6 separate regions of the Mus musculus genome follow, and all the other regions are linked to region 5. A link is a contact called in public HiChIP or PLAC-seq and promoter capture Hi-C data. All regions are on one chromosome and are shown on one strand. The core of a region is the stretch at or near the end of the contact, and the rest is flanking DNA. Distances in the headings are between cores, read along the strand shown.

Region 1 (2,880 bases), core at 43-2,542, 97 kb before region 5:
TACGCTACTCTCTTCTGAAGTCCATGCAGACACAACTATGTGGCTTCTACTTGGTCCAGAGACCAGCACCATTGCCATGGCCAGAGCTAGACACTTCTGCCTAGTCAAAGTCAAATGGAGGGAAAGGGAGGGAGGGAGGCTCATGTTTCTAGAAGGTTATCAGAGCACAGCAGGGACTGGGTGGGTCACAGGATACCTGCCTCCACCTGGTAGATCACTGATGCTCATAAATCTCTAGGAGGAGGTACTAGGGAGAAATGGGTACAAGCAATTGATACTGATTCAAAAGTGCTCTCTGGATGTCAGAGGCAAAACAAAGGACAGAAAACCACCTGCACTGGACCCTCAACAATGGAAGAATAAATGCTTCTAGGTAGAAGGAAAATCTAGAGAGGTCAAAGAATGGACAAAGAGCCGAGCAGTAGTGGTGCACGCCTTTAATCCCAGCACTTGGGAGGCAGAGGCAGGCGGATTTCTGAGTTTGAGGCCAGCCTGGTCTACAGAGTGAGTTCCAGGACAGCCAGGACTACACAGAGAAACCCTGTCCCGAAAAACCAAAAAAACAAACAAACAAACAAACTACGTGTGCTACTACACAACTGTAATTTTGCATTTACTACTTGTAAATATCGTTTTTCCAATGGTCTTAGGCAAAAATGGTTATATGACCCCAAAGGGGGTTGCAAGCCACAGGTTAAAAACCACGGAGCTAGGGGCTCCTAGGGTCATCCTCTGTGCAAACTCTACCATTGTCACTTCTCCTTCAATCCTTGGCAATGCTGAGCATCAAATCCAGGGTCCCCCAAATGCTAGACAAGAGCTAGTACTGAGCTATACTTTCTGCCCTTCTTTTCAGAGCTTCTATTTCATGGCATAATGATCCAAAAGTCTCAGGAAGGCCTAAAGCGCCCAGCTGGATGTGTAGCACACAGCAAGCAGGGTTAGAGAAACAGCAAAGTGTAATGTATGTGTGCAACTCACTCAATTCCAGCTCTCAGTTACATGTTCCCTCCATTAGTCAATACATGGTAAAAAGTTAATGCTTGCAGGCCTTTGTAGAAAGAGTGAGGTGATGGCCATCTGTCCCTGTATAAGCTAGGCTAGAAACAGGGGGACAGCGGAAAGCCTGGGGACAAAGTCCCCTTGTCCAGCACATGTTGTGTACTCTGCACCAGGGAAACCTCTAGAGGAGGCCTAGAGACCAGGGGCCACGTACTTCAGGGGAGAGCCCATAGGACTTGAGGTTTTACAGAGAAAAGCTGAGGGCAGCCCAGTCAGGGGAAATGTGTAGCCATAGTGCTGATAAGGAAAGGCCTTAAAGCTGCTGTGGTCAGCTCTTCCTGTATGCTTGGGCCCCTTACTGGAAGGCCCTGATGGGGGGGGGGGGGTAACTAAACAGACATACGCATACAAACCTGCTCTTGATGTGGATAACTATTCACACCAGGTGCTCAAGGGCTCCAAGCTGCCTCAGAGAACATCTGAGCCCAGATGTCCAAAAGCAATCTTGCTTCTTCTAACATCCATCCCGAGGTTAATATGGAACCCAGAAACTAATAGATCCTCACCTGTTCATTCTCTGCTTTCCTTTTATCCCTAAGATATTTCCAAACTCAGGTCTTTCTCTAGTAAATTTCCCAGGGAGAACATAACTGAGCCAGATGGCTAGAAGGGTTGGGATTTTTCTCCAAAGCAACAGAAATCATTACCTGAATAGCTTCTGCTTGTGGTCCTTTGTCCCACCCATTCCACAAATATTTCTAGCTCTGAGTCTGGGAAACAACTGAGAAGAGTAGCCAGACTTTACTAGTGCTACTGTTCCATAATGACCAAGTATGCATTAAAGAGATTTACCAAAGTAAATCAAACCATATCAAAACCATCACCACAGGGGAGTCCTTTAACCCACTCTTCAACTAATGAAAGAGGATTAAGAAAGAAGAGACACTTGCTAAGGACCAAACAGCTTATAACAAACATGCGGATCACCGAGAAACCAAGAGCAGACCTAGAAAGAACTGATGGAGCCCAGGGAGCACCCATTTCACCGATGGGGAGACAGCCAGCCTAAGAGCCACATCTTCTGATTCCCAGTTCAAAAATGTCAGGGAACAATTTTCCTTCGAAGATAGCAGAACCACTGGTGTGGGAGGAGAGAACAGGCCACAATCTAGGATCCCTTCATGTCAGTATGGGATTTCAAAACTCCTTGTTTGGTCAAAGATCTAGCTCAGGCTTAACAGACAATATCAAGAAATTACTAATTCTAAGCTGGCACAGTAGCATATGACTTTAACCCCAGCAATTGAGAGGCTAAGGCAGGTGACCTCTGAGAATTTAAGGCCAACCTAGTTTACACAGAAAGTTCCAGAACAGCCAGGACGACCAGAGTCTCAAAAAAAATTTACCAATTCTTAGTTGTACATACCGACTTACATCTATAATTTCAGCTCTTAAGAGGCTGAAAAAGGGGCTGGTGAGATGGCTCAGAGGTTAAGAGCACCGACTGTTCTTCCAAAGGTCCTGAGTTCAAATCCCAGCAACCACATGGTGGCTCACAACCATCCGTAACAAGATCTGACTCCCTCTTCTGGTGTGTCTGAAGACAGCTACTGTGTACTTACATATAATAAAGAAACAAATCTTTAAAAAAAAAAAAAAAAGAGGCTGAAGAAGGATTATTCCAAGTTCCAAGCTAGCCTGGGCTAGAGAACAAGACTCTGTCTCAGGAAAGAAAAAAAATTTTTTAGGTATGACAACAGGACTTTACTTATATGAAAACAAGAGAAAACAATATAGATGTATCTGTTAAAGAAGCACAGAGAAGGCCGGGCAGTGGTGGCGCACGTCTTTAATCCTAGCACTTGGGAGGCAGAGGCA
Region 2 (2,946 bases), core at 74-2,573, 91 kb after region 5:
AGGACCTTAGGGTGAATTCTAGCCTTTCAGTGATTGCGTTATACTTGAGTATAAACCAATGTCCAGAACACATTGGGGTGGGGGGAGTGTCCTGATTTCAGGTAACCAGGCACATGTCTCAGAGTTAGACACGACGAAGGCCAGAAGGAATTAATTAATTGCTTAGGAACACACCTCAAAAAGTCAACGTTTGTACCCCAAATTATACTCAAAGACCATCCCCTTACCTTGCCCAACTCTCAGCAAAAATGTGTGCTTTCTCTAGTCTTTCCCTAAAGCTTGTTTGGCCTCTCTTCTCAGAACCATAAAACAGAGGTCCAGTACCGAGGCCGAGAAGAAGTCTTGCCTGGAATTGGCCAGCACGGGTTACTGGGGGGGCTAGGCTCGAAGCAGACTGATGATATAGTCACTAGTATCCACCAGGTCGATCACCAGGTTCCGTTCCCAGTCTCTGCAGCACTGTCACCACCACTGCCCAAACTCTGGGAACTGACTGCATCCTCCTCATCCCAGTTTGGTACCAGTTGACTACAGAACCTGACCTGACCCAATCAGAAACACCTTTCAATTTTTATTCATCTCACTTATTGTGAACAATTACACCAGATCCAGGGGGAATTAAGTCTTACTACCTCAGACCCTGCCTGTTAGGTGGTTCTCAACCTCCCTAAAACTGCGACCCTTTAATACAGTTCCTCATGCTGTAGGACTCCTGACCACGACATTATTTTTGCTGCCACTTCATAAGTGCATTTTTGTTACTGTTAGGAATTGCAGTGTAAACATCTGTGTTTTCTGATGATCTCAAGGGACCCCTGTGAAAGGATCGTTGGACCCCAAAGGGGTCCTTACTCACAGGTGGAGAACCACTGCTCTATGCAAAGGGAAAACTTTTTAAAATTCAGAGCACTCCGAATTCAGGAAACATACCTGGCCTCGAGAATTTCGAGTTTAAACAGGGCCTCAGCTACCCCTTTTTCAGCTAAGGAAACTATTACTTCTTGACCTTTTGGCTAAGTTCAAAAGTAGAAAATCGAGTCACTCCCTTCCAAAGCCAGATTCCCTCGGTAGCTCTTTTGCATTAAAAAGAAAGAAAGAAAGAAAGAAAGAAGGAAAGAAAGAAAGAAAGAAAGAAAGAAAGAAAGAAAGAAAGAAAGAAAGAAAGAAAAAGTGAAGGGTCTACATATTCTTGCTCCTGGTACCTGGAGTTTCCAGGCACCTTGTAGATAAGGCTGTGTGCGGGACCCGTATCGTCTTCGGCCGCAGGGCAAAGGGGGCTTCCGGGGCGGCCTCCACCTGGCCCGGCCCCCTCCGGCCCCGCCTGCTTTGCTAGGCGCGGTGATTCATTCCCTCCTTTGCCCGGGGGGCCCCCTTCCCGGCCAGACGGCGGGACAGACGGCTGGGTGTGCAGCGACCTCGAACCCGTGAGCCAGAAAGCAGAGCTTCTGCGTCCCAGGGACTCCAGTACACCACCATGGCGGATTCTGAGCGTCTCTCGGCCCCCGGCTGCTGGTTAGCCTGCACCAGCTTCTCGCGCACCAAAAAGGGAATTCTCCTGTTTGCTGAGATTGTGAGTGTTCCCCGGCCGGAGGTTGGGTAGAGGCTGAGTGTGCAGGCTGGACCACTGGGTACGGGACTGTGGCGGTTGAGGCAGGCACGTGGTCCAGCTGCTTGCCAGTGGGATGCAGGTGGGTGAGTTTGTGGAGGAGGGTCGAAGCCAGCCAAGATGCAGGGCGTTCGGTGGGGCATGGGCGAAGGGGTGGAGAGCTGGTGGTTCACTGGTGAGGTGAGTTATCTATAACTAATGTTGGGGGCTGGGGATGTGTGGGTGCGTGTGTGGGTGTAGGTTCATAGTGGTCGGAGAGAAGGGGTCCTGGGGAGTGGGAGCCTCTCGTGGCAGGGCGTGGCCGGCCTGGGCACTAGCTGGCGGGCTGGCAGTGCGCCTAAAGGCGGGGCCTGTTGGGGTGGGGTAGAGCTAGTCCCCTCTAGGGTAGGGCGTTCCACACTTCGCCAGTTCTTCCTTGCCCATTTGGGACTGGATGGGAGGTCCTTTGCTCTTTGGATGGTTATAGGGAACCTTGGTTTTTCCATCCCCCTCCAAGTGGGCACCGCCTTTGGGTCACTCATAAAAGAGGTGCGGTTCCTTTAACGGAGCCCTGCCCTTCTAGTGTCAGTCTCCCCCCCCCCCCTTCCCAAAGGGGTTGCCTGGGGAACCGAACGTCCCTCCCCCTCAAGGCATGGACGCTGGCGCCACAAGCGCTCACAAAACACCTGGCAGAGCCACTCCCCTCAGGGAAAGGAGAACTGAAGCACATAATTCGGCATTTTTCTTACTGGTTGACCCTGGGCAAGCCACTTAACCTCTCTGTGACTCACTTTCCTCCTGTGTAAAATAAATGTATCTAGCTCATTAGATTCTCGTGATGATTAAGTGGAATACGACGTGTAAAGCCCTTAGACAATGCTTGGAAGAACACTGAGCATGCGAGAGGTGTTTCGTAATTATCAGATGTCATTTTCTCACTCCTGGTAGTTATTTGAGAAAAATGTTTTTTTTTTTTCTCTTTCTTCCCCATCCTCCCCTACCGTCTCTGGAGCGTGGGTGCAACCTAGGGCCTTGCATATGTTATGCAAATGCTCAGCCACTGAGCTACATCTTGGAAAGTAGATTTCCTCCCCTCCCCCATGGATATTTAGGTTTGAGAGCCCTCTTTTCTAATTTTTTTTTGTTTGTTTTTTTGTTTTTCAAAACAGGGTTTCTCTGTATAGATAGCCTTGGCTGCCCTGGAACTCACTCTGTAGACCAGGCTGGCCTCGAACTCAGAAATCCGCCTGCCTCTGCCTCCTGAGTGCTGGGATTAAAGGCGTGCGCCACCAAGCCCGGCTCCCTCTTTTCTAATTTAAACCATTGCTTTTAACCCGTGGCTGATTGAGCTCCGTTGCTCC
Region 3 (2,784 bases), core at 159-2,658, 79 kb before region 5:
ACAAGCAAGTCTAGGTCCCCAAATACAGGCTTAGGACTCCTGAGGAGGCCACATGGCTGGTGAGCAGACTCAGCAAAAGAGAGAGGTCCTTCCTACATCAAGGGTTTAAGTTTCTTGGGTATGCTTAGACTATTTCTCTGAGGACACCACCTTAATTCGAGTTCTTTGCGGGAGGGAATCTCACACTTGTCCTAAAGGAAAAAGTTACTGAACCAAAGTCCCTTAGAGAGGCCTGAGAGCTTCCTCTAAGGAAGGGCTCCATCGTATCTGCGACTCCTGGGGAATTCCCAATGCCAGTCACTTAGAGAAGATCTCAGGACTGCAAAAGAGTACTTTAACTTACTTAACTTAGAGCCCCTATCAAGTCCTCGGGGGAAGCCATGCCTCCACCACCAGGAAAGAATGTCAAGCCCAGCATCAAGACCTGGGTTTCTTGGACCAATCTCAAACATTTTCTTGCGCTCCTTCTCAGCCTGGTAGACTCACTCGCTGTTTCTGCCCAACAGCCCCTCACCTTCCAGCCCTTACCTGTTCTACAGTGGCGGGATCCATGGCCTCGATTCGCGCTGCGGCAGCTTCATACTCGTCTTCACTGTTGTAGCCCGCTCCGACCTCTTCACGTTCCGGACTGGCCCCGCCAACTGCGCCAACGCCGGGAGCTTGACGCCGCCGCTTGCTGTGCCCGGGCCCCGAGCAGCAGCCGCCCACGCCCACGGTACCACCCACGCCCACCACCACCCCTGCCGCGCCCACCCCCGCAGTTGTCGCACCAAGAGCGTCACCAGGACCGCCGCCGGGGCCACCGGGGCCCCCACAAGGAGGTGGAGAAGCCTGCTGTGGCCGAGGGCCCGCGACTGCGCCAGGCGGCACGGCCAGTGCCCAACGATGAAGAGCACCAGGCGGCCCCGGGAGCGGGCCCTGAGGTGGCGGCGAAGCCCGGGGACGGGCCCCCACGACGCCGGAGTCACGGTCGCGCTCTCCTCCGCCCACACCCGTGCCGCCGCCACCCACGCCTACACCCGCACCGCGCCGAGGCGCCGGGGGCAGCGGCCCGGGCGGCGGCGGTTCGTTGGCCGGGTCGGCGTCGGGAGGTGGCGGCTTCTTTTTGGGGAGAATAGTCATGGCGGCACCGCCAAGTACCCCACAGCAAAGCAAACGCGGAGAACGCCGGGAGAGAACCCGGATGAGGGGGCTACGGTCGTGCGCGAGGCACGACGGGAACAGCAAGGCCTGGATAAAGAGATCAGGACACCGGTTCGAGGACCGCAGACGGGACGCGGGTCACGCCCAGGAGGAGATCCCGGATGTGAAGTCCAGTGGGACGGTACGGAGACGGATTGGTCGCAGCCTTGTCTCCCTCCAAGGCCGGCCGAGCTCTCTGCTACCTGGTTCCGGGATTCGGCTTCAGAGGAAACACAACCAAAACAAGCACCGCTTCGCCCCGCCCCTCCGCAGGTTCCTCAACTACCGGGTGGGGCTTCCTGGTTGTGCGCATGCACAACAGGACGCAGCCCCGCCCCCTGCACGGAAGTACGTGGGCAAAAGGCTCGCCCGCCGGGACGACTGCAGACACCAGCCAATTGAAGAGGCGCGTAAAGCCTTGACGACACCCACTGGCCAATCCGGGTTGAGCGCTCGTTCTCAAGTCCTCCGCCTCGAATTTCAAAGTCGGCAGCCTTCTTCCCAGCTTCTCCTTTCGGCTCCCAGTCTATGCTTTACTTTCCCCGAGGTTTGAGCTCAGAGGCGTCGGCACTGTGCATAAACAGAGCGGTCTGTCTTACTATATACAGTAAGACTCGGCTCTCCAAGGATTCCATCTGGAACTCAGTTACACTCACTGGAAAACATCAACATTCCCAGAGCACAGCGTCCCCTCTGGCGTCACTTCCTGTTCCTCCCATCCGCCAACCCAAGAGGGTGGGTCCTACTTCACCCTGGCAACAGTCGTAATCTTGCGGTGATTAGTTCCACGAAGCTGTCCATCACTTCAGATGGGCCAACCGATAGACAGACGTGCACCGTACTGATAGTGTTTGGCGGAAAAACACGCCTTCTCTGTCACCTCCGCCCTCTTACCCTCACGTTCACCTCTAGCGTCTGTCTATTGCGCAGGCTCGGTACAGGCTTTTCACCCCCCCTACCACCAAAACAAAACAAAACAAAAGTTTACTCAGGAAAAGAGAATATTTACGAAACAAGACTGTCAGCAGCTAGTGTCACCCAGTGGTGTTGGCAAACTCCTTGATATTGAGCAGCTAAAACGCTAATACTATCTTGGCCCTTAATGTCTGAGTGTTTGGAACAAGTCAGTTCACACCCAATCTAGTCTCTATTTCTACTTCTCTATAGATTAGCGATAACTTTTCTTTCTTTCTTTTTTTTTTTTATTTAGTTTTTTCGAGAAAAGGTTTCTCTGTGTAGCCCTGGCTGTCCTGGAACTCACTCTGTAGACCAGGCTGGCTTCAACTCAGAGAGATCCTCTTGCCTCTGTCTCCTGAGTGCTGGGATTAAACCACCACCCAGCAGCAATAATTTCTATGTGGTAGAAATGAAAGCCAATAAATGGCCGGGTTCTGTGCATTGTACACAGTAAGTGCTATATAAGTTAGAACCTGTGGTAGTGCAGAAAAATCCTGGACGTTGATTCCTTATAAGGAAAACATCAGTTCTAGGCACACGTGGATCATTATGAACTATTGACTTTGTACAAATCATTGTCTCTTTTGAGATTACATAACAAAAGTGCAATATCAAAACTAGTATTATCATGGCTCTGGAGGCTCA
Region 4 (2,770 bases), core at 230-2,729, 66 kb after region 5:
GACATCAACACGGTGCTAGTTTCTGAGGATGGCTTAGGGTTCTTGGACAGAGGTTGCCTGCGAGAGCCATTCTGGATCAACGGGATAACCAGCTCCTTGGGGGCTTCTGGAGGGTTCACACTTATGTCGGGAGAGAAAAAAGGTTGGGAAAGTAGACATGTCACAAAGCAGAAATATCAGGCCGGCAGTGGTGACGCATGACTTTAATTCCAGCAGCACTCAGGAGGCAGAAGCAGGAGGATCTCTGAGTTCAAGGCCTGCCCGATCTACAGGGTGAGTTCCAGGACAGCCAGGATGCAGAGGAACCCTGTCTTGACGCCCCCTCCAAAGAAAGAAAGTATAAATATCAAGATAGAAAGGAGGTTAGGAAACAAAGAAAATCAATTTCAATGGCCAGAAAGAAAGAAAGAAAGATCAATGCCCAGTCCTATGGACCATGTTCACAGGTTACTATTCACAGGTCCACTCGTTTTTTTTTTTTTTTTTTTTTTTTTGAGACATCTCACGATTTAGCTCAGGCTGGTCTTATAAACTCTCAGTCAGCCTGGTGCAATCCCCTAGTGCTGGAATTACAACCATGGATCTCTTTAAGTATGTCTTGTGGGAATCAGCCTTAGGCCTTCAACCACAATGGCCTAAAAATCACCATCTTTAGTCCAGATTCTTCCCGGTTCCGGGCCGGCAAGCTGCCTTTTACAAGTCCCCCACTTAGGCCTTTCGGACCTTTGTTTCTTACTTAATTATACTGCTGATGGCCTCCCCAGACTTGAATTTGCCTAGTTCTCCAAATCGGAGAAGCTCCCACAATTTCAGCTGAGACAGGAAGAATCCTGTCATTTTTCCCTCCTTTCCCTTTCTCAAAAGGCACACATACTCAAGTCCCAACGACATTTTTTCTGAGGAATCTATACCTCTGGTTCTCAGGCCCCATTTCACCCACCTAACAAACCTCCCTCTTCTTGCCCTTACATTCTTATGTTCTTCCTGTTTGTTTTTTAGTTGCCCAGGCTAGCGTTCAATTCCTGATCCTCCTGCGCCAGCCTCCCAGGTCCTGACTTATAGGCGTTTGCCGCCACTCCTGGTTACCTCCATAAATTTCCCGAGGCAGTGTTTCAGGCTTTCCAGGCCACTGTCACCAGGACAAACAACTCTTACTCTGCCCTCCTGCTTAAGCCCATTTCACAGATTTCCAAAACGCGAAAGACCCGGCGTTTCACCTCTGCAGCTTCCTCCCTTCCACGGTCGCCAAGAAATCTTTCTCCTCTGGGGCCTGTCTTTCGCTATCTCCGAGGTCTGCCAGTCGCCTCCGGACAGACGTGCGAGTGAACCCGAAAGAAATTGGAGCCATTGACGGGGCAGACGGCGGCGGACTCTCACGGCCCGCCATCTTCGCTCGAGTCACAGGCGAGCGCTCCGCTTGCTGGGAAGTTTAGCTCGAGCCGTGAGGGGCTGGCCGGGAAACGTAAGAATCAATCCCAGCATGCAACGCCTCAAAGACAAGTGCCTTGTAGCCGTGGGAAACAGGAATCAGGGCGCAGAAACTCTTTGAAACGTCATAGGAACGTGCCATACGGCATCCTGGGAAATGTAGTTCTCAGTGGTATAGCCGCTGTGGAAGATTGATTAGGTTATTCCTCGGTATTCAACCGCTATGAATTCAGTTCTAGAGTATCCTATACCCTTTCCCGACATCCTCAGGCACCATGCACGCATGTGATGCACGAACATAAATTCAGGCAAAATGTTTATATACACAAAACAAAATAAATAAAACTCATAATGTGCTTCCACAATGTGAACCTTACTGATAGAGGCTGGAGGCTTCCAGGGCTAGGTCTACTTTAGCAGATGAAAGCAGTAAACCATGGAGACAACAATTACATCAGGCAAATAAAAGTTACATTTACTGCCGGGCAGTGGTGGCGCACACCTTTAATCCCAGCACTTGGGAGGCAGAGGCAGGCGTTCAGGACAGCCAGGGGTACACAGAGAGACCTTGTCTCGAACCCCCCCCCCCAAAAAAAAAAGTTTCATTTACACAAGATGACTTAATGGGTAATAGTGTCTGCTACAAAAGCTGAAGACCTGAGTTCTTGAAGATCCTACATAGTAAAAAGATAGAGTTAGCCACTAGTTGCCTCTGACGGCACCACAAGTGCCATGCTATGCATGAACACATATACATGTAAACATGAACAAATGAATAAAATATGAAAACAAATTTTATCTAATTATATGTAAAGTGAATAACTGTGCAGTGGCTGGTTTTGTGTGTCAACTTGAGACAAGCTGGAGTAGTCAGAGAGGAAGGAGTCTCAGTTGAGGAAATGCTTTTTTTTAAAAAAAGATTTATTTATCTATTATTATCTGTAGCTGTTTTCAGACACTCCAGAAGAGGGAGTCAGATTTCATTATAGATGGTTGTGAGCCACCATGTGGTTCCTGGGATTTGAACTCAGGACCCATTTGGAAGAGTAGTCAATGCTTTTAACCACTGAACCATCTTGCCAGCCCCGAGGAAATGCTTCTATAAAATCCAGCTATAGGGCATTTTCTCAATTAGTGATTAATAGAGGAGGGCCTAGCCCATTTGGGTGGTGTTATCCCTGGGCTGGTGGTCCTGGGTGCTGTAACAAAGCAGGTTGAGCATGCCACAGGGAGCAAGCCAGTAAGCAGTACCCATCCAGGTTCCTGCCGTGTTTGAGTTCTTGTCCTTCAATGATGAACAGTGATGTGAAAGTGTAAGCCAAATAAAACCTTTTCCTCCCCA
Region 5 (3,068 bases), core at 152-2,651:
AGAGGAGCCGAAAAGGAGAGACTGAGGACCCACCCAGACGGGAATGGTGCAATCGGTACTCACTCCAGCTCTAGAGACTGATTCAAGATTACACCCGGGAACTGAGAGACCGGCTGGGAGGGCGAAATAAAAGGAAGAGGGGGTGTGTGGGTAGGGAGTGGGCAGGGCCGGCTTGGCTGCAAGGCTAGGGCGAGTGGCAACAGAAACAAGACCCTCCTCTGGGCTTCCATATAAGGCTCTAGGCCTCCCCCCAACCCCCCACGCCTAAAAAGTGAACTGTATCTTTCCAGTGTGCCCTGCCGCATCACATTTTATCACCCATTGGATAAGACAAGAGGGGTTTCCACTATCTCGGCCTTTCTGTACAGACGCCAGCTGAGCGGGGTAGCAACAGTGAACCGATTGGGCCCAGCAAGTTGCTTCGCTCAATTATTCACACACACTCCCGGCAGATCGGAGACCTCCCCCTAACTCCTTTAGACTCGTGCTATTCCCAAAAACACAGCACCGGCTACTGGGAATCACTAGGTGCCCCAAATAACACCTCTGCCTCCCTGAATTTTCCCCCCACACACACTAAAAGGGGGAGGGGGGAAACCCCAGGATTTCCTTAAAATCAGTGCCTCACCTGACAGTATGTATGCCCTCACATTCATCCCTCCGCGACCGAGTCAACAATCCCCAATTCAGCTTTTAATCAGTTTCCAAGTTCAACTACAGCAAACCAGTTTCTGTATACTCCACGATCTGCCCCGCTAGACCCAGCAAAGACACCCCCCCAAATATGACTCTGCCCTCCTCACGCACTCCCACTACTCCTGTAAGCGTCTATCCAAGCAGATCAGTACCAGATTTCTGAGGCGCCCACCCAAGATGGGCACTCCGACGTCCTTCAAGCCTAGGCCAAGAGTCTCCAACCCCAGTCGAGGACCCCCCGTGTCCTGAGATGAGTCCCCGGGGAACCTCAGTTGTCACTCCCGGCCCCAGAGGTGGCCCCGCACCTGAGCAGCTGGGCCGACTCAGCTGGCCTGCGCTCTTCCAATAGCAGGAACACGGCTCGAGGGCCCTCCGCGCTGGCCTCTACGGCGTCCCGAGCTGGCTCGGCTGCATGAGACATGACGCCCGGCTCCGGGCGAGCCCTGCCAGGCCGGTCGGGCCTTGGCCCGGTCCCCCTAACAAAATAAGAGTCCCCCTCCCCCTGTTTGCCGCTGCCTCCTCCGTTAAGCCATGGAGCTAGCACTGCGTGGGCGGGCGGCGTCGGGAAGATGGGATGGGCCGTGAGTCATCACCCGCCCTGAACGGACCGACACCCCCCAACCTAACCCCGAACGACCGCTCGCCTCCCTCTCGTCCTCTTCCCCCTCCTCCTTGGGCTGGGGAAACTCCACAGGAAGTGACCACACTGGGGATGGAAGTCTGGTTGGGCCATACCTCCTGAGCAAGGCAGCCAGTTGCAGCCGGGAGATTGGAGAGCCCGCCCTAAGCCACGACTTCGAGCGGTAGGGAACACCGGCTTCGGCCCGCCCTTCGGAAAAGGGCCTTTAGGCCACGCCCCGGGAGGCGGAAGCAAATAGGAGAGGAGTGATTTGGTTGAGCCACGCCTTCATTTTTACGTAGCTTCCTGAGCCACACCCCCTCCCTCAAATTATCCACACCATCCTCATGCCCCCCAGCCCCAATCCCCATCCCCAGCAAGATATTAAGCTGAGTCTTGGGTTTTCTGCACCTGCGTGGAAAGTCTCCATGCCAAGGTTTTTTTTTTTTTTTTTTTTTTTTTTTAGCGGAACCATGCCGGCTCTTAGCCCTGGATCTTCCCAGCCCGCACCCCAACTTCTTGGTACCCATGTCTTCTCAAGCCACTTTGAGTGAGGCACCGACATTCCTTAAAGGTGGTGCTGAAACCCTGCCCTTTTGGTACCCACAGTCCAGCCACGGAGCTGGTCTTCCAGAAAGAGCTCAGCCTTTTTTGTTGTTATCTAAAGTATTTGTTGTACTATGATCGTTGTACTACGCAATAGACGGTCAATGAAGCTTTTGACAGATGGATGAATGAGTGGACGGATGGTAATTAGATCTGGTTTCCAGAGAATGACTTCTATAATCAAAATGAACTATTTGAATAATGCAGAAGACCTGCTCCACTCTGCGCCTCCACGTTCCTGCCCTGGCAAATGGGGCCATAAACTGTGTTGGCAAAGTTATGAGGATAAGAGATATATAAATAAGGAAAAAGGCAGGCAAGCTGTTTTGCATACAAGAAATTTCCCAACCTTAATCGATTTGCTCACTTGTTTGCTTGATCAATCATTTAGGAGGAGCCTGTGTGCGGCAGATAAATGCAGGGTGACGCAGACACAGAAGTTCCACTGACACCAACAGGTACACGTAGTTCATAAAACACCAGAGCCCACCACTTCTCCCATCCTACTTCCCAGCATCCTGAGACCATCAGTTGGAGCAGGAGAAAATTTATGACAGCGGGTGTGGGAGTATGGTGGGACAACTCTGTCATCACAGGAGGAGGGACATGAACAGCAGAGAATTTGTTGGTCCAGATCATCCTTAGCTACACAGTGAGTTGCAGAATGGTCTGAGATACGAGTACTCCTGGAAGAAAAAGCAAGGATGCAGGCTGATGAGATGGCTCAGCGGGTAAGAGCACCCGACTGCTCTTCCGAAGGTCCTGAGTTCAAATCCCAGCAACCACATGGTGGCTTACAACCATCCGTAGTGAGATCTGACTCCCTCTTCTGGGGTGTCTGAAGACAGCTATGGTGTACTTACATAGAATAAATAAATAAATAAATAAATAAATAAATAAATAAATAAATAAATAAAAGCAAGGATGCTCACTGGGCTTGCACTAGAGCTAATCTCACTCCCTTGGCTTTGTAAATATGCACATTTCTGCACAGACATGACCACCTCACAATGGGGACCCTTTACAGAAGAAAGGTTATAGTTTTAAGTTACTTTTGAAGGCTTCAAGACAGGAGCTACTTTTGTAGTTCCCGCTGGCCTGGAACTCACTACAGAAAACCACATTGGCCTTGATTTCTCAGAAATCT
Region 6 (2,760 bases), core at 96-2,595, 120 kb before region 5:
CGGGAGATTACTTTGATGGCCACCTAGAAAAAAGGCTGAGATAAGGGGGCAGCAGGTGATCCCAGACTTCCCAATTCCAGTCTCTCCACCCGGGTATTCCTAGTTCCCATACATATCACATCCATCGGAGCTCAGATGCCCACCCAGCATTTAAGTCCTCAGAAGCAAGTTCACCTAAACATATTTACGCCTGGGCTCTCGTTAAGAAAGCATCAAGACCCCCTGAAATCCAGAACGGGAGTGAGTTGTAGTTTTTTTTTTTCCTTTTGCTTTTTCTCTCGCACTGTCTTTCTACATGCCTCCCCCCTCCCCCCGCCACGATGTTGGTTATTGAACTCAGTGCTTGTGAATGGTGGACAAATAATCTACCACTGACCCATATCCCCAGATTCGAATTCCAAGTCTTTTTGTTTTGTTTTGTTTGTTTTTTTTTTTTTTTTTGACGTCGCATGCCCTCCTCCATCATCCTCATCTCCAGGACAACTCTATCTGGATTGTTGTTCTCACGACTCCACACTTAACACCTACTTTTAAAACATCCCCACCATCTCAGACACACAAGCGCACGCACATCAATTCCATGGATCTTGGGGTCCAGTCCTGATATCTGCCCCCTCCCTAGTAGAAAGCGCCAATCTTCTAGAATTCTTGCCCTGAATCCTGCCCACCCCCATACCCACCTGGACTGCAGACACACGCGCGCACTCACACTCCTAGCAACCCTGCTCCTTATGATTCTACTACACATTTGCAGACGCAGGCTCCCCACTGAAGCAACTGGCATCCCAGTCACTGGTACCCCACCACCACCCTTCGCCAAAACACCTGACCCTCCGAGAACCCCTTGTAGGGGATACCTGACGTCTATCCGTGACGCGGTGTCCCGCGAAGACGGTGCCAAAGCCTCCCTTACCCAGGAGGGGGCCAAGTCGGTATTCGGCCTCGAAAGCTGCCCGATCCTTGCCTCCTACGCAAGCGGAGGCGAGGAAGTCAGGGTGGCGGTGTACTCTGATCCCAGCCATGACTCGCCCCCACACCAGCACCCATCATTCCAGTCCACCCAACCTGCTTGTGACAGAGGAGGCTACGCTCACCTGGAGGCTGCGTGGGGGTCACAGGGGGCGAAGGATGCCCCTGCAGAGGCTTGGTCAACATGGAGGAGGTGCTGCGTATATTGAGCCCGCTGAATCCGCTGAGCCCGCAGGGCGTGGATGCCCGGGGCAGAGCGGCCGGAGAGCCAGGGCTGGGGGGCGCCAGGGTGGAAGGCAGGGAATCTGGCGGCCCGGAAGCGCCTGCAGACGGCGCAGCGTTAAGATTCGTCGCGCGCGCCAGCCCCAACGCTACTGAGCCGGGGCACGCGCCTCCCGGGAGAGTCGCCCTGCGCGACAGACCCGCCCACCTGGCTTTGATCAATCCGGACGCGGCACCTGCTGTACCCCAGCCAATCCGAGCCAGTCCTTATTTGCATGCCACCCTCAACGTTTCAAGTGCCCCTTATGCAAAATACATGCCAGGTTCTTCCGCGGAGGAAGGGCCTGTATGCAAATGTAGGAGGGTGCGCGCGCGTGCGCGCACACACATAGACAGACGGACACACAGACATGCACGCTTCTGGGAATTCCTTTGCGACAACTGCGTTTGTTTTGGTTGTTGGTGTGGTGGGGTGTGTACACACTTTTAAAAAGCGCAGCCTCCTTTCCTAGGATGCAGGTTTGCTGCCGCCATCACCTTTGCTGCCTTGAGTTCAGTAAGGAGACAACGACAAACCAGCTTTTAAAAATCAGAGCCTGGAACTAGACAGGATCCTGTCACGTGTGTTTCACCCAAGATCAGGCAGCCTTTGCTCCAAAACTGTAATCTTATAGGAGAGCTGGTCCACTCTTCAGGGAAGGGTAAAATTCTTTACCGTCATCAAAAGGAAGGGATGCAGAGGAAACAATGGCAGTTTGGCACCTGTAGGGTGCTTTTTTGCTGCCATTATCCTATACAAACCTGGCTAGACTTGGCTCTGTTACTCAGTCTGGGTCTTGAATCTATAATGGCAGGACTTAGTTCTTGTGGGAACTACAACTTCCTTGTAAAAAAGGAGCTGGGAACTGAAAGCGAGGTCAGACTGGGCAACATAGTGAGACTGTCTTAAAAGCAAAAGGTCTTCAGGTAAGGCTGCTGACCTCAGGACTCACATGGTGAAAAGGGAGAAATGACTTCTATAAGTTGCTTTCTGACCTCCAATCGTGTGTGGAACTCACATACCCACACGTACACCAAGAACGGGAGAACCACCATTAAAGATATAGTCAGACACATTCAAGTAGACTTGTCCTAACCTAGGTGTACATGAAAATGTGTTCCGAAAAGAAACATTCAGTGATATGACTTGTACTGTCCTACGGGGGTCACTTAATACCATATGCCCCCACCAGAAATTGACAGATTTGTCACAAGCACACAAGCACCACCAGATATGTACATTCACAGAAATATTTGTGCTGCCCCAGAAATGAGAGACCCAGAGTCTGTCACAAGAATATACAGTTGTTCCACACATACACGCACTGCTCCAAAGCAGGTACGTAGTCATCCTTGGGCTCTAAATCACCACATAGATAAGCAAATCAACAAAAGCCGGACCCAATCACACACTATCAGACACGCAGCTTATCACTGAAAGTATCCAGACAAACTACAGATGTACTGTCACTGAGAGACCCACGCAAACATGCATTTCTTTCTCTCGGATACCAGACACAAACTGTCATA

The links. HiChIP or PLAC-seq counts read pairs in DNA pulled down with a chosen protein or histone mark. Capture Hi-C pulls out chosen DNA fragments and counts their contacts.
Region 1: a contact with region 5 is called in an H3K4me3 HiChIP or PLAC-seq map of the 230-238 cell line, with 16 read pairs. The contact joins the enhancer-like site here to the promoter of Tfe3 in region 5. A contact is called at or near these places in 2 of 39 promoter capture datasets (the C10 cell line and macrophages), 8 of 484 Hi-C or Micro-C datasets (the G1E-ER4 cell line, cardiomyocytes, embryonic stem cells and 4 more), 11 of 115 datasets of contacts at active chromatin or transcription factors (the 230-238 cell line, effector CD8 T cells, embryonic stem cells and 5 more) and 4 of 9 other capture datasets (adipose tissue, liver, macrophages and 1 more).
Region 2: a promoter capture Hi-C map of pancreatic islet shows a contact between it and region 5. The contact joins the promoter of Plp2 here to the promoter of Tfe3 in region 5. A contact is called at or near these places in 8 of 39 promoter capture datasets (the 3T3-L1 cell line, 3T3-L1-derived adipocytes, cranial neural crest and 4 more), 5 of 484 Hi-C or Micro-C datasets (the N1E-115 cell line, Sertoli cells, embryonic stem cells and 1 more), 4 of 115 datasets of contacts at active chromatin or transcription factors (effector CD8 T cells, embryonic stem cells and memory CD8 T cells) and 3 of 9 other capture datasets (adipose tissue, liver and pancreatic islet).
Region 3: a promoter capture Hi-C map of adipose tissue shows a contact between it and region 5. The contact joins the promoter of Otud5 here to the promoter of Tfe3 in region 5. A contact is called at or near these places in 8 of 39 promoter capture datasets (the HPC-7 cell line, HPC-7-derived erythroid cells, embryonic stem cells and 3 more), 11 of 484 Hi-C or Micro-C datasets (the G1E-ER4 cell line, cardiomyocytes, embryonic fibroblasts and 7 more), 9 of 115 datasets of contacts at active chromatin or transcription factors (effector CD8 T cells, embryonic stem cells, epiblast stem cells and 4 more) and 3 of 9 other capture datasets (adipose tissue, liver and pancreatic islet).
Region 4: a promoter capture Hi-C map of adipose tissue shows a contact between it and region 5. The contact joins the promoter of Gpkow here to the promoter of Tfe3 in region 5. A contact is called at or near these places in 3 of 39 promoter capture datasets (the SN4741 cell line, cranial neural crest and erythroid cells), 2 of 484 Hi-C or Micro-C datasets (the MNK3 cell line and nephron progenitors), 6 of 115 datasets of contacts at active chromatin or transcription factors (effector CD8 T cells, embryonic stem cells, extraembryonic endoderm stem cells and 1 more) and 3 of 9 other capture datasets (adipose tissue, liver and pancreatic islet).
Region 6: a contact with region 5 is called in a promoter capture Hi-C map of adipose tissue. The contact joins the promoter of Pim2 here to the promoter of Tfe3 in region 5. A contact is called at or near these places in 4 of 39 promoter capture datasets (the C10 cell line, embryonic stem cells, hematopoietic stem and progenitor cells and 1 more), 8 of 484 Hi-C or Micro-C datasets (the G1E-ER4 cell line, Sertoli cells, cerebral cortex and 2 more), 9 of 115 datasets of contacts at active chromatin or transcription factors (the 230-238 cell line, effector CD8 T cells, embryonic stem cells and 4 more) and 5 of 9 other capture datasets (adipose tissue, embryonic stem cells, liver and 2 more).

The regions. Positions count from the first base shown.
Region 1 is chrX:7,857,838-7,860,717 of GRCm38.p6, reverse strand. The region is part of intron 2 of Otud5 (OTU domain containing 5); the gene reads right to left. Among named protein-coding and RNA genes, the nearest start is that of Otud5, 17 kb to the right of the region's middle. Within about 2 kb of position 1,292, at least 23 of the 459 cell types and tissues checked have an H3K27ac peak or open chromatin away from gene starts, as enhancers often do. A contact at or near this core is called in the 230-238 cell line, the G1E-ER4 cell line and pancreatic islet, where this site is marked.
Region 2 is chrX:7,669,767-7,672,712 of GRCm38.p6, reverse strand. Plp2 (proteolipid protein 2) reads left to right here and starts at 1,323. Exons shown (of 5, transcript NM_019755.5): 1 at 1,323-1,570. The coding sequence starts at 1,475.
Region 3 is chrX:7,840,455-7,843,238 of GRCm38.p6, reverse strand. It overlaps Otud5 (OTU domain containing 5), which reads right to left and starts at 1,408. Exons shown (of 9, transcript NM_138604.3): 1 at 529-1,408. The coding sequence starts at 1,122.
Region 4 is chrX:7,695,843-7,698,612 of GRCm38.p6, reverse strand. Gpkow (G patch domain and KOW motifs) reads right to left here and starts at 1,479. Exons shown (of 11, transcript NM_173747.3): 1 at 1,218-1,479; 2 at 1-120. The coding sequence starts at 1,387.
Region 5 is chrX:7,760,994-7,764,061 of GRCm38.p6, reverse strand. It overlaps Tfe3 (transcription factor E3), which reads right to left and starts at 1,401. Exons shown (of 10, transcript NM_172472.3): 1 at 1,002-1,401. The coding sequence starts at 1,117.
Region 6 is chrX:7,876,891-7,879,650 of GRCm38.p6, reverse strand. Pim2 (proviral integration site 2) reads right to left here and starts at 1,345. Exons shown (of 6, transcript NM_138606.2): 1 at 1,095-1,345; 2 at 858-967; 3 at 1-23. The coding sequence starts at 1,332.